2 separate regions of the Mus musculus genome follow, and region 2 is linked to region 1. The links are chromatin contacts, called in public HiChIP or PLAC-seq maps. All regions are on one chromosome and are shown on one strand. Each heading gives the region's core, a stretch centred on a gene start, on an enhancer-like site or on the middle of the called end of the contact. The rest is flanking DNA. Distances are from core to core; before and after follow the strand shown.

Region 1 (2,700 bases), core at 144-2,643:
TGTGTGTGTCTATGCATCTCCAGATACTGGAGTTGAAAAATCTAAGAAGTGGTTGTGAGGATAGCAGCTATTGCATGTTCTCAAATATCTTTCCAGCTTTGTAGTGCAGAGGCGCGGCATGGTCTGGTGCGGCATGGTCTGTTACGTGTAGGCATTTCCTCTTATTGTAGCAGGGCCTGTTCTGTGCACAGCTAGATGACCAGAACAGTCCTGGTGCCTAGACTTGTTCCTCTGAATCAGCTGAGTGGAAATGTCAGGACCTGAGGACCTGGATGCCGCAGGAAAGGCCTTACTGGAGAGGCCTCGGCCAGGAACAACTGCCTAAGCGTTTCACTTATGTCTGCCAGGGAGGACATGGGCCTGTTATTTCTCTTCCACAGGATTGCCAATTTTTTCCCCTTTCAGAAATAAAAGAGCAGAGAGAACGCCTCAGCAAAACCTGTGCTCAGAATTGATAACTTGGGAAGAGATGCTGGGCTGAGGGTTTGAGAATCAAACCAGATGAACAAAATTATACACTTCTTAGGAAAACCGTACAATACCGTTTGTGCCCACCGCCCCTGCCCATGACAGCCAGAACCTGATGATGCCACAGAATAATTCTTTAAATTAAAATGGGTTTAAAATTAAATGTATATTCTTTTAGAAGGGTTTGTTGAATCTCTGAAGAAAACTAGAAACACCCAATGTTCTGTTGAACACAGTCATCATTAGAAAGTCTTGAAGGACCTTCTGATCTCTCCCTGAGAACTATTCTAGAGAGAGGATACCTGGAGAGCTATCCCAGTGCATAAGTAACGGGATATGCACTCAAAAGATAACCTACCCCACTTTCCCCAGTGGAGGCAGGCTCGAACTGTTTAGATCATGGATAAAGACATGTTTTGGTTTTTTGCTTTTGTTTTTTACATAAACACACTCAGAGCTGAGTCCCTGCTCTGCTTGTGTGTTGCCACATGATTTTGCTCTGTTCCATGAGAGGTCCAGACTGGGAGCCCCTGGGGGAATCCAGCAGATGTCCAGATGTCCAGAGGCACCAACGGTCCTGCGTCCTTCCATATTGCCAAGTTAGCACCAGCTGCCCGGGAGCCCACTCTGGGCTCTGCAGAGCTAGGGATGCTGGAGCCGCAGCCCCTTTGTGTCTCTCCCTCCAAGGCTTAGTTAGCCTCATCCCACAGGATTCCTTCACGGACAATTGGAAGCTGGGTTTTTGGAAATCTAGTATTTACTTGAAAGAGGATCACTCTTATTTACTGCCACCAGTTAAAGATTAGGGCAACATGTCTGCTAACAATTTGCTTTGTGTAATTTTGTTTTAATGCTAATAAGCAACAGCTGGGACACTTCCTGTGGTAACTTCCTCTGTGGCTACAGTACAGTCAGCACACAAGACTGCACCAAGTGCTGCACTTACGAGCACACACTGGTCTGGAGACGCTGTGCTACGCAGCCAGCTGTACATTTCCCTAAGCTGTGCCCCTGGCCAACCTGCTAGACTTCCTACCTGAGACCTTGGGCTTCTTGGCACACTTACCAAGACACCGTTTCCCAGGCCAGCTGCCATTGGGACCAGGAGTTGATACTGTGACACAGGATGGCAGAACAGGAAGATGACAAAGAAGAAGAGGGCGGAGAACTGGCTTGGCAGTGACAGAATGGCGATTCTTGATAGTGTGGGGACAGCAGCATCTTTCTCTCTAAACATATCCATGAACCACTCAGGCTTGCTCTGTCACCTACTTGACCACATGGCCCGCGCCACGGCGCTGAGGCAGAAAAGTAGTCTACCAGTGGGTCCGGCACGGGAACGAACCAACAACATGCTTCTTCAAACCATGAAATGAGACATGGCGTCATTTTCCTGCAGCCGTGAACTATCAAAGGCTACTTTCACCACAAAAGGAAGCAGCCTAAAATCGTGTGATGTCTCTGCCTCCCCACCCAGGGTTGGACCGCCTTCCCTACAGTCTAGCGAAGCTCTCTGCTTGGCTTCTTCCCATCATAGGGAGTTCCCTCCCTGAGCAGCTGGCTTATCTCTCTGTTGCACAACTCTGGTTGTGAAAAAGTTTACTTCTCAGGGAGTCACAGATGTCCGTGAATCAGATACAAATATTCAAGGTGAAGTAAATTCTGAAATTTTTGTCTGTTTAATAGAGTTTATCCATGCAGTAGCCAAATCTACACCACAAACAGACATTGGCTAGTTGATCTCAACACTCGGCTCCCTGTCTTTGTGGTAGAAGAGTAGACACATATAAGAGTTGTGCCCAGAGGCTGCAGTTAGGTTTCCATTGCTACAATAAACACCATGGAAGAGCAATGTTATGGGTTGAATATGCTTGGCCTATTGGACGTGACACCATTAGGAGGTGTGGCCTTGTTTGAGTGGGTGTGGCTTTGTTGGAGGAAGAGTAGGGGTGGGTTTTGTGGTCCTATGCCCAAGTTCTACCCAGTTAGGAAAAGACAGACCCCCCCCCCTCCTAGCCTATAAAAGATAGTCCTCTCCTGGCTGCCTTCAGATCTAGACATAGAACTCTCGGCTCCTCCAGCACCATGTCTGCCTGCACACTGCCATGTTTCCTGCCATGATGATAATGGATTGAACTTCTTAAACTGTAAGCCAAACCCCAATTAAATGTTTTCTTTTATAAGAGTAGCCTTGGTCACGGTGTCTTTTCACAGCAGTGAAACCCTAACAAA
Region 2 (2,700 bases), core at 52-2,551, 64 kb before region 1:
TTGCCAGCTCAGGACAATGCTCACTAGCCTCTTTGTCACTCTACTTACCACCTATCAAAGGCAGCGCCTGTGATTGTTGCATGTTTCTAACTACTGGGGAAGATAAATCCAACTACCAAGCACAGAGAATCAAAGTCAACTTCAAAATAACTGTGCACTTGCTGTTGCCTTTGCTGCTAATGTTGCTGTTGCCTTTGCTGCTAATGTTGCTGTTGTCTACACAATGTTGGCTACGAATGTTGGCTTTCCTGATTGCTGGGGAGGCAGCAGTACTGGTTGAGATCCCACACTGTTCTTGCTGTTTACCCCTGACTGCTATATGCAGCTCATGCTGGCTGGAGGTGGTAGGTCTTCCAGAGCAAACACTGAGTTGCTACATCTCATTCTATAGTTCTAAAGAAGTGCCTGAGATACCTCGGTATTCTTCAAAGACTGTCTTGTGAAGACATCCGAGTTACACATCTGGACTTTAGAGTAAACAGTAGTGTGCCCAAAATTCTGTGAAATGTGGGCATTGTGAAGGTGGTTATTTCAGAGAGATTTGTCCTTATCCTAGCTGGCTCTCCTATTGCTGTGATAAACACCAGGACCAGATGCAACTTAGAGAGGAAAGTGGTTATTTGGTTACACTTCTATATCGTACTCCATCACTGAGAGGAGTCAGGGCAGGAACTCAGGTAGGAACCTAGAGGCAGGAACTGAACCAGAGGCCATGGAGGGAATGTTGCTTACTGGCTTGCTTCTCCTAGCTTGCTAAGCCTGTTCTCTGATACAACCCAGGGCCATCTGCCCAGGGATGGAATCAAGAAAATGGTCCAGAGACATGGCCACAGGCCAATCTGTTGGAAGCAATTCCATCGTAATGAATGAGGTTATGAGGTTCCCTCTTCCCGGGTGTGTCAAGTTGGCAACCAACGTTAGCTAGCACTGTCCTTGAGATAGCCACATACTCTGGAGACTGTTGAATATATCCCAGATTTGGAGAGTTATGACTGGTACTATTTGAATTTTGTCATTTTATCAGGGAAATCTTTACTATTCTTCCTAGGAAAGTATTTGAAAAGAAACTTGCTCTGTTCTCTCTCTCTCTCTCTCTCTCTCTCTCTCTCTCTCTCTCTCTCTCTCTCTCTCCCCTCTCTCACCTTGAAAAGAAAGCTTTCTTTGTAGATCTTGAACGGGAAACAACCCAAAGCAACCAAACCACAAGCACTTTCTCTAAATTAAACATAAAGTATAAACAGAGAACAAAACAGGAAGTGGTGGCTGGCTGAAAACAAGAACTCCCACAGCTGTCCTGGAAAGTGCGGTTCCCTGCCCTGCCCTACAGAACACAGGTTCAGAGATGCAGTGAGCCTAGAGTCCCCTGGCAGACAAGTGTCTTCTACTGGCACTTGCTGCAATTGCTCTTCAGCAACCCCTCACAGTATCTGCATCAGCTCCAGCTACCGCAGGCGTTAAGTCACAGGGGCGTCCTGTGAATCATTGGGTTTTCTTCCACCCTTTCAGCTTTCAGAGATGGAAGAAGTGGCCAGAGGAGTCAGGATCCCTTCTTGTGCCCCACCTGCAATGTTGCCACTCTGACAGGTTCCCTCCAAGGCTGACCGGGTGTGTGTACCAAGCTCTGGGGTTAATCTGAACTCTCTCATCAGTAAGCACTGATGGTGGTGGACTCATGGTATCTATCTAGGCATCGGAGCCTCTCTTCTAAGTCCGAGGGCAATGATGCTTGCCTCAGAACCATGTAGAAACTAACAGAGATGAAGCAGGTAAACTGTGGCAGGCCTACTTTGGAAACTTGTAGTGACATGTCTTGCTGGGGTAGTTTTCTTGTTTGGAAATGGCTTTTTTAAAAAATTGTGCATGAATGTATATGTACATGAGTGTGTGTGCACGCCATGGGTATGTGTGCATGCAATGAGGATGTGTTTGGAGGTCAGAGAACAACTTTGTGAAGTTGGTTCTCTCCTTCCATCTTTTTATAGGTTCTGGGGGTATAGGTAACTCAGGCTGTCGGGATTGTGTTGTGAGTGTTTTTACACATTAAGTCAAACGTAGCTGGCCCAAGACCATGATTATTGAAGACCCCTCAGGTGGAGTCCTGAGCACAGGGTCACTACTAACACTAATAAACGAATGGCCAGTCTGGAGCCAGAGTCCTCAGTGCTGGTCAGTGGAAGAGTCCTGGATGAGGGGCAGCCCAGCAGACCACTCATTCAATTACTTGGTGAACGTTTGTTAGATCTCTGAGATGTTCAAATCTCTGGAGTTGGAGCCAGATGAGCACACCTGTAATACCAGCACCCAGAAGACAGTGGCAGAAAGATCATAGCAAATTCAAAGCCATCCTGGTCTAGATAGCAAATGCTAGGTTAGTCAGGGATACATGGCAAGACCCTGTCTCAAAAGTCCAAATCAATTAAACCCGGACACAGAGCTGCAACCATGGGCTTTCCCACCTGCACCCCAGTTCCTGTAATAACAACTCTGAAACTTAATTCTATGTGAATAAAAGCCTAGGCCATAAGCTCGGGCTTGTAACTCAGTTATCACGTTAAATCTAGTCTGAGGCTGTCGTAAGGCTAGCTACTCTCCTAAGTTTCATGCATCTGTCTCCTCAGAGTTCAGGGCGAATCTCTTCCTGCGCCTGACTCTATCCTAGAATTCCGCTCTCCCTCCCAGAACTCTCACCTCCTGTTTCTT

Evidence for each region. HiChIP or PLAC-seq counts read pairs in DNA pulled down with a chosen protein or histone mark.
Region 2: a BATF HiChIP or PLAC-seq map of CD8 T cells shows a contact between it and region 1, with 6 read pairs. The contact joins two enhancer-like sites. A contact is called at or near these places in 1 of 484 Hi-C or Micro-C datasets (CD4 T cells), 3 of 115 datasets of contacts at active chromatin or transcription factors (CD8 T cells, effector CD8 T cells and embryonic stem cells) and 3 of 9 other capture datasets (adipose tissue, liver and pancreatic islet).

The regions. Positions count from the first base shown.
Region 1 is chr10:42,960,923-42,963,622 of GRCm38.p6, forward strand. No RefSeq gene overlaps it. Among named protein-coding and RNA genes, the nearest start is that of Gm5079, 29 kb to the right of the region's middle. Within about 2 kb of position 1,394, at least 124 of the 459 cell types and tissues checked have an H3K27ac peak or open chromatin away from gene starts, as enhancers often do. A contact at or near this core is called in CD8 T cells and effector CD8 T cells, where this site is marked.
Region 2 is chr10:42,896,535-42,899,234 of GRCm38.p6, forward strand. All of the region lies in intron 1 of Scml4 (Scm polycomb group protein like 4), which reads left to right. Among named protein-coding and RNA genes, the nearest start is that of Gm34006, 29 kb to the left of the region's middle. Within about 2 kb of position 1,302, at least 90 of the 459 cell types and tissues checked have an H3K27ac peak or open chromatin away from gene starts, as enhancers often do. A contact at or near this core is called in CD8 T cells and effector CD8 T cells, where this site is marked.